Regions from separate parts of the Mus musculus genome. Here regions 2 and 3 are each linked to region 1. Evidence: chromatin contacts called from public Hi-C data. All regions are on one chromosome and are shown on one strand. Each heading gives the region's core, a stretch centred on a gene start, on an enhancer-like site or on the middle of the called end of the contact. The rest is flanking DNA. Distances are from core to core; before and after follow the strand shown.

The links. Hi-C and Micro-C count contacts between places; a contact is called where the count stands out from the background.
Region 2: a contact with region 1 is called in a Hi-C map of cerebellar granule neurons, with 2.2 times the contacts expected there. The contact joins two enhancer-like sites. A contact is called at or near these places in 3 of 484 Hi-C or Micro-C datasets (cerebellar granule neurons and cerebellum).
Region 3: a contact with region 1 is called in a Hi-C map of cerebellum, with 2.5 times the contacts expected there. The contact joins two enhancer-like sites. A contact is called at or near these places in 2 of 484 Hi-C or Micro-C datasets (cerebellar granule neurons and cerebellum).

Annotation. Positions count from the first base shown.
Region 1 is chr1:49,098,407-49,101,106 of GRCm38.p6, reverse strand. No RefSeq gene overlaps it. Among named protein-coding and RNA genes, the nearest start is that of C230029F24Rik, 140 kb to the left of the region's middle. Within about 2 kb of position 1,341, at least 2 of the 459 cell types and tissues checked have an H3K27ac peak or open chromatin away from gene starts, as enhancers often do. A contact at or near this core is called in cerebellar granule neurons and cerebellum, where this site is marked.
Region 2 is chr1:48,532,707-48,535,406 of GRCm38.p6, reverse strand. No RefSeq gene overlaps it. Among named protein-coding and RNA genes, the nearest start is that of C230029F24Rik, 710 kb to the left of the region's middle. Within about 2 kb of position 1,291, at least 2 of the 459 cell types and tissues checked have an H3K27ac peak or open chromatin away from gene starts, as enhancers often do. A contact at or near this core is called in cerebellar granule neurons, where this site is marked.
Region 3 is chr1:48,275,085-48,277,784 of GRCm38.p6, reverse strand. No RefSeq gene overlaps it. Among named protein-coding and RNA genes, the nearest start is that of Mir6350, 810 kb to the right of the region's middle. Within about 2 kb of position 1,329, at least 3 of the 459 cell types and tissues checked have an H3K27ac peak or open chromatin away from gene starts, as enhancers often do. A contact at or near this core is called in cerebellar granule neurons and cerebellum, where this site is marked.

The DNA.
Region 1 (2,700 bases), core at 92-2,591:
AGACCAAAAGTCATGTATGACATATATCTTTAGAATATGACTCTGCTTCATGAAGTTTTTGTTGGAGTCCTAATATCTTTTGGATTCACCCATGACCTAAAAGAAAAAGCAAGCAGAATGACCCTACAGAAAATCTAATAAAATTCAGAATAGTTAGTGTATAATAAATATGTACACACCTAACCTCTTTAAATAGACCATTTGACTACCATTTTTAATGTCATAGAAATAGGCAAATGCATCTCCAATGTGAACAAAATAAATGACATCATAATATTAATATTTGTAGTGATACAAAGTGATGAGAACAGCTATTGCCAAGACTCAATTAACCTATCTGAATTCCTAGGATAAATAATATTTTATTTCATAGGAATAATTTTACAAATACATTTTAAGTATGCACAACTAGCAGTTTTACAGAAATTGTGCATTAGAAAAAGGTATCATATGTGCACACAGGTATTGAGTTAGAAAATATGAAAACATTAATATTTATGTTTATATTTATGCAATATCTGTAAAGCATCGCTTTCATTTTTACCGTGTATTCACTTTTATATACACTTTGTAATATTTCTATTACCAGGATGAGCAATTTCTACTTGATAATATCCACATTTAATTAGTTTTAATTATAACTCATTTATATTCAGCATTATTGATTAGTATTTGTGTTCACATAAATACATAGAATGTGTTTTCCATATTTCTTTATCTTTGTCTTATGTTATAACTTATATGCTGTCTGTATATGTGGGTACGTATGTATGTGTATCAATTTTTATACTGTTCATATGTTTGTATTTGAGTGTATGAATTTGTTACAGAGGTATACATAGGTATGCATAGAGATCTATTATAATTGATTTTGACTAAACATTTCTGGTTTTATTCTTTCACAATTAATGAATTTTGGTTTTATATTGGATTGACAGCTAGTATTATGTAGGATTGGTTAAAGTGAAAATAATTTTAGATATATGTACTCATGCATTCAAAATAATACAACTGTGTTTGTTAAATCTATACTCTTACACAAAGTGGTAATAGTAGTATTACTGAGAACTACATTCCATTTTTACAATGCAATTTCAACAAAAATTATACACAAACACATGCACACATAAAGACAATGTGGAAGAAAGGTTATGTCTCCATGTAGGAAAGGTGCCTTTATTTTACTTTACCTCTCTATTATCTGACCCTAAAAATAGCCACTGCCTTGTTTTTCATTTTGTGTAATGTCAGTGTGAACCACAGATTTTGCAGGTGAAATGAATAGCTGCTTTGCTCAAAAAAAGACTGGCAATCAGCCCTGCATTCTGCTAAACCAGCATGCCGACCACCTTCTTGGCTGTAGTCAGGCAGCTATTTGGAAAGCTTTTAGTCATTATCTTCTTATGTGATATAACTGCCCACTTTTCAGCATGAGTCATTTATCATTCTTTTTTGCCAAAGAACTGAATTATCTAGGCTTTTTTTCATGATATCTTTTTGAAAACTCTGACACGACTTTAATGTCAGTATTTTTTTTTAACTAGAAAAGAACATATGCTATATTTTGAAAAGTGGCTGAACTTGACAGCATGAGAATTGACACTTAGAATATGTAATTTTCTAACATTGCCCCATGGGACGTATGTGTGTTTACTTTTCAGGCCTAGAAATGTAAAGCTTTCTACATAACACTTTTGAGATTGCATTAAAGATAGTTTAAAGTAAAACACAGACAAAAATTTGATCCATCTGGAGCCATTGGGTATGGAAAACACTTGGAAAGTACATTTACTTTAAAGCATGCTCATTACACCATATAAAACAGCAAGCAAACCATAGTAAGAGTTGCAGTTATTACATGAAAAAACAAATCTAAAAATCTTATCCTTTCTCTCAGGAGAATGGAGTAAAGATACAAAGGGTTATCGTTTAGGACACTTCACAATGCCCTTTAGAAATCCCTGCATAATGACAATCTGCACACAGACTATATCTTCTATATCTTACTCTATCTTCTTTATAGTTAGCCTGTTTTTTATTCTCCAGCCATGTAACTACTGTGTATTCACTTCAGTGATTAAGCTAGTCTCTCATGTTATTATACTTACTCACAGTCTCAGTTCAGAAAGGGCTATTCATCATAAAATAATTAAAACTTACTATGGTATCATATCCTCCTTTCATATTCTTGAAAACACACACAGAAAAATATACATACCCAGGCACACAGGAACATACTAAACACACACACAAAGAGAGAGAGGGGGGAAGGAGATGGAGAGGGGCAGGGACAGGAACAGGAAGGAGGAGGAAGAGGAGGAGGAGGGAGAGATGGAGGAGGAGGAGGAGGAGGAGGAGGAGGGGGAAGAAGAAGAAGAAGAAGAAGAAGAAGAAGAAGAAGAAGAAGAAGAGGAAGAGGAAGAGGAAGAGGAAGAGGAAGAGGAAGAGGAAGAGGAAGAGGAAGAGGAAGAAAAGAAAGAAAGAAAGAAGGAAAGAAAGAAAGAAAGAAAGAAAGAAAGAAAGAAAGAAAGAAAGAAAGAAAGAAAGAAAGAAAGAAAGAAAGAAAGAAAAAGAAAAAAGCCCAAAATGATCCCATGGTGCTTTCATGCTTTTAATGTGTACTACCTGAGGTCAAATCCTAAAGGAGAATTATATTTCATAATGTTCAATGAACACAGTTATTGTCTGTTTCATTCTGTT
Region 2 (2,700 bases), core at 42-2,541, 570 kb after region 1:
TCTACCTTCATTGTCAGAGTAGCAGTAGTTCAGTTCAGTAGTGTCAGGATATCAACAGTTCTGTTTAAAGAGTGTCATAAAACGTGAATCAGCAACGAGTGAATAATCCAGCCTCAGTGAATTTGGCATGAGTCTTTAGGAGTGAATGGAACCAGCTGGAAAGCCAGGAGACGTTCTCTGCTGTGAATCACTCAATGAAGTGAAGATCAGCCTAAAGACACAAGATTATAGAAGCTTTGCATGGTTAGCTATGCAAGCCTCTCGTCACTGTCAGCTGGGTCCTTCTTTTATAATCCAAGCATCATGTGTCATTTCACAGGTCTTGATTTAACATAACATCACATGAGTATGCTTTAGCAAAACATCGCATGAGTCTGCATCGCATGACACAACCAGAAATTTCTACTTCAGAATGGTCCCTAGCACAACGCTCATCACAGATGCTTCATGAAGCAACTGAAAGGAGCAGATGTAGAGACACACTACGAAACATTACAAAGAGCTTCAGAGTCCCACAAAAAAGGGAGAGGAAGGATTGTGGGATCCAAAGGGGAAGAGGACACCACAAGAAATGGAAATATTTATACCCAAAATTGCTTAGACAAATAACTATGTTGTCCTTTTCTAGTTATTGTGACAAATGCTTGGAAAAATTTCAGGCACATAATCCATGACAGCCAGTCAAACTCTACCCTAGACACAGCAGAACATATGGTTATTATTTTTATAATGTGATAGAGAGTGTGTGTGTATCTGTTTGTGCTCATGTATTCATGTGCTCATGAGCACAGATGAGTCAACACAATGGTTGATTTTCCAGTGAGTTTGCCAGTCACTCTTCACCTTATATTTTTAAGGTAGAGTCTTCCTCATTCTGGAGCTTGGTAATTTACATAGACTGACTGTATGGAAGGCCCAACACTGTTCCTTCCTCTGCCCTCCACACACAGATCACAGGGTTTGTTTTGCACTGTTGCTTTTATTGTGGGTTGTAGAGATTTGGTGGGATAAAATACCATGACCAGAAAGCAAATTAGTGAGGAAGCAGTTCATTTAAGTCCATCATGAAAGCAAAGTCAGGGCTGAAGCTTAAGCAGCAGCCAAGAGGCAGGAACTGGAACAGAAACCATGGAAGAATGTATTCTACTGGCTTCCTGCTCTGGAATACTCAGTTTGCTTTCTTATCTGACTTAAAACAATAGACCTCGGTTTGCCAATGCCCACAGTGAGCTTGTCTCTCCCACATAAAACATCAATCAAGATATGCCCCAGAGGCTTACTCGCAGATAGGATACTCTGGTGTGGGAATATATGTGAGTTTCACTGTTTCCCAATGAATCTAGCTTGTGTCAAGTTCACATAAAACTAGCCAGCATATTTAAAAAAAATTTCTACTGAGCCTTCTCTGAGACTCAATATCATGTTCTTAATAAAACTTAAAAGACTGCAGTAGAATGTATTAATAACATACTGAAGAACCTGAGAATCCTGAAATGCTATATGACTTGGATAAATTATCATATATATTTATACAAATATACATTCTCTAGACATACATATTTATAAATATAGAAATCCACATATATACATATGTATATACATGCATATTTAGCAATGTAATGTTATTACACAAATAACACAAATTACATTAGATCATTGTTTGATGAAAAAATGGTCTTCTTTTTCCTCATCCATGTTACCTTCAAAATATACTATTGCATCTACTGACACTAAATATAGCTAAGCCTCATAGGACTAATAAGTTGGTCCATCCCTCTTCAGTGCCATCTGTCAAAAAGTAGAGGCTCTCAGCTCCAGAGACCAGCTGATTTCTGGCTTATTACCTGACTTTCAGTGGAATCTATAAATAGCGATTTTCTGTCCTCCTTGGCTTGTGGTGTTGCCATATGTTGGTGCTCTGACAAAGGCCAAAATCTCTACATCTCCGCCATTGTTTATCAACACCCAAATGGCCCATGTGTGACTGAAGCAACTGTAACCTGCATCCACATAATAGATTTTCAGGATAATTCATTTGTCTAGGTAGTGTTTTTTTTCTTCCTACAAATGTCATTAATTTTATGAACCTAGTTGCAGAGTTTGAAGAGCATATATGCACACAGTGCTAGTTGACTAATTAACTACCTGCTTTCTACTTGTGAAATGCAAAAGTTTAGAGGTAATCAGCCATGAGTGACTCCACCTCCACAGCAGAGACAAATTCTCATTACTAAAGTCTATCTTGGCAGTTGATTCTTCTCATTAATGATTGTTTTAGCCATTGCAGAGTGACAAAGCCCCGATTAATGAGATGAAAGAGGTGACCTGATGGGTGCTTCTGGAAGGGTTTCCAGACACATACAAAGATACACACACACACTGGAACATATAGTTTCATTTCCAGAAATGAGTGCCATACACTTACCGTGCCTGCAAATCACACTTAAAGCTGTGACAGGATTTTAGTACTTTAGAGAAAAGCTGGCTTGGTGTGGCATGCAAGTTTTTGATTTAAGATAAAATAGATCAGATATCAAATCAATAACTTTAAATTGGCATGCACCTCTGGTACAACACTGCCTTAGCATTTGTGAAGACACAAATTTGATGGTCCTCAGAAATAAACAGTAAGACTAAACAGGAAGAGGAAGAAGGAAGAAGAGGAACAGGAGGAGAAAACAGGAGAGGAAGACAGAATGG
Region 3 (2,700 bases), core at 80-2,579, 820 kb after region 1:
TTGGTAAATCAATTCAGAGTGGAAAAGGAGAATCATTTTGCTATAGACCAGTGCCTAACAAAATTTTTTGGGCTTCCTATGAACCTATGAACTAGAATGTTAGAAAGTAAGTCTAGGAGTGGGGGGGGGGGTTCTCATTAAAAAAGTCCTCCAGTCTATGGTTGGGGATATGGCTCAGGGGACAAAATGCCTGCTGGGTAAGCACAGGAATGTAGATTATCTCTCAGCACCCAAGAAAACAAAGCATATGCCTTGATGTTGTATACAGAAACTCCACAGGAACAAACGTTCTACCAAGAGATTACCCAATTTAACTCCCCAAGAGAATAAGAGTCAGTGAAGGTCACTGTCTCAAACTCTAAAATACTGAGATAGAAGAAGGCAGTTGACATTGATATCTGATTTAAATATTGGCATGCACGCATGTGCATTTGTGCACACACACATAAATACGAATGAAGGATTAAAAAAAAAAACTGCAATGATAAACACTGCAGAGGTGCCTTGCAGAGTGTGTGGGAATTTTCTTATTTGTGGTTTCAAATGCAAATGGGTATATGATTACAACTGGCTATGATGAACAGAGTGGGGGTTCATGATTCATAGACAAAAGAATTTATCTGTCCACATCTTGGATGCTGTCCTCTCTCCCCAGGTTAAGAACAAGTAATGAAACCCTAAAAAGTTGTAGAGCCTTCAAACCTGGACTTCTAAACATTCAGAATTGTGAGAAGTGTGTGTGTGTGTGTGTGTGTGTGTATTAGAATGCCTACATGAATAAAAGGTGCAAGCTTTTTCAAAATCTACTTTCCACCTAGATAAACTGTTTTGTTTCAAGGCCCAGTCATAAGAGAACGAGGTTTTTGTTTTTGAATTTTTAGCCTTGTACCTTTACCCAGTGAGTTGTAGTTTGCTTTGTATGACAGATATTTTATACATACAGATACACATGTACACATACATATAGGATGTTTTTCATTTCCTATACATATATATATATACAGTTAAATAAATCTATCATTAACACTTGCATTTCCTCCCAGCATCTTTTTCAATTTGTTTCAGTTTCACTCTGTTTCATTTACTAGATGGTGAAGAATTCTTGACATTTTAATCAGTGCAATTTTAGTTATTGCTGTTACCCTTAATTGTTTGAAATTTGATGGTGTGATTAACTGTGGCACTCTAAGTGGAAAAAGGAATGTTTCATTTTCCAAGACAACATGTGTGCATTTTAGAGCAGTTTTCTCCTCTTGTCCTTCTACTCAAACCTTCTGTAACTGATCCAGCCATGCTGAGTTTTGGCACCGGCTGCTTCTGTCCATCTGTCATGGTGGAAGTTTGCCGGTTTTAAAATGTGATAAGACAACCATAGTCGAACATAAGTGCCAGCAGAATATAGACATGGTTTTAACTCTGCAACTCTAACCCTACTCTTTGGGCAAGACGCCAGGATGTCTGTGGCAGAGTTGACGTCTGGGGATGGTGCTACATTAAACTTCATGCTATGCTGAATTGCGTGCTTTGCTGATGACAAATTTGACTTTGATCATAACTGCGAAAAATATGGATAAGTATTAGTTTCATTAAAGGTGTATACTCTAATAAAGATGCATAAATCACTTCAGATTTCACCTGTGAAGGTTAGGCAGTGAACAAGTATGGGATATTATTATATTTTCAATATTGTAAAATGTTTTCAACTTCACTTTTATCATCTTCAATTTGTTTGACTCAGGGTTTTAAACTTTACATTCAAAGGTTAATCTTAGGAACAGGGAAAAGGCTCTGTGAGTAAGAAGGCTTTATGCACAAGTATGAGGAATTAAGTTCAAAATACCCAGAAACAAGTTATAAAGCTGAACATCTTTGTGCTCGTAGTGTAACCACAGCACAATGGGTGGCAAAACCAGGAGAATTGCTAAGATTTGTTGGCAGTCAGCTGAGCTGCAGATTTTGTGAGAGACCTTTTCCCACATGAATAAGGTGGAGAATAAGACAGAATAATATTCCAATGGCATCCTCTGGCAATGCAATTTCTCTCTCTCTCTCTCTCTCTCTCTCTCTCTCTCTCTCTCTCTCACACACACACACACTCACAGACACACACACAGACAGACACACACACATAACTGAAAGTGTTAGCTTGAAAATTTTTACTTTTGCATATAAAAAGCAATCTGACAATAGTTTGGCGAAAAGTCCAATGCACATAGAGCATAATTGGTAGTGAAAAATTAGAACAGGCTAGACACTTGTTTTCCTAAATTTTCTAAACTATCAGAAAATCACTGATGAATGAATATCAATATCTACAATACAACTTGGTAAAAATATCCTCAACCTGAGACTTACTGAACATAGATAATTAACTATGAAGGTGTTATATTTATATCGAAATATTTCACACAGTATGTGTTTTTTCTTAAATTTTTATGTATCAGATGTAATAATAGATATAAAATTGAAAAAAGTAACAATTTTCAGTTTATCATGACTCATGATGATAATACATCCTAATTACTTTACATAGGAATCTAAGCTAGATAAAGTAGTACTAAATCAATGACAGAAATACCTCTATAGATAAAAATGACTGATGTCTCGCCACATTAAAAACACCAATAATTTTAGCTGCTAAGCATGTTCATTGTTGTGGATTGAACAAATAAGAGTAGAGTGTGATATTTCTTAAGTTTT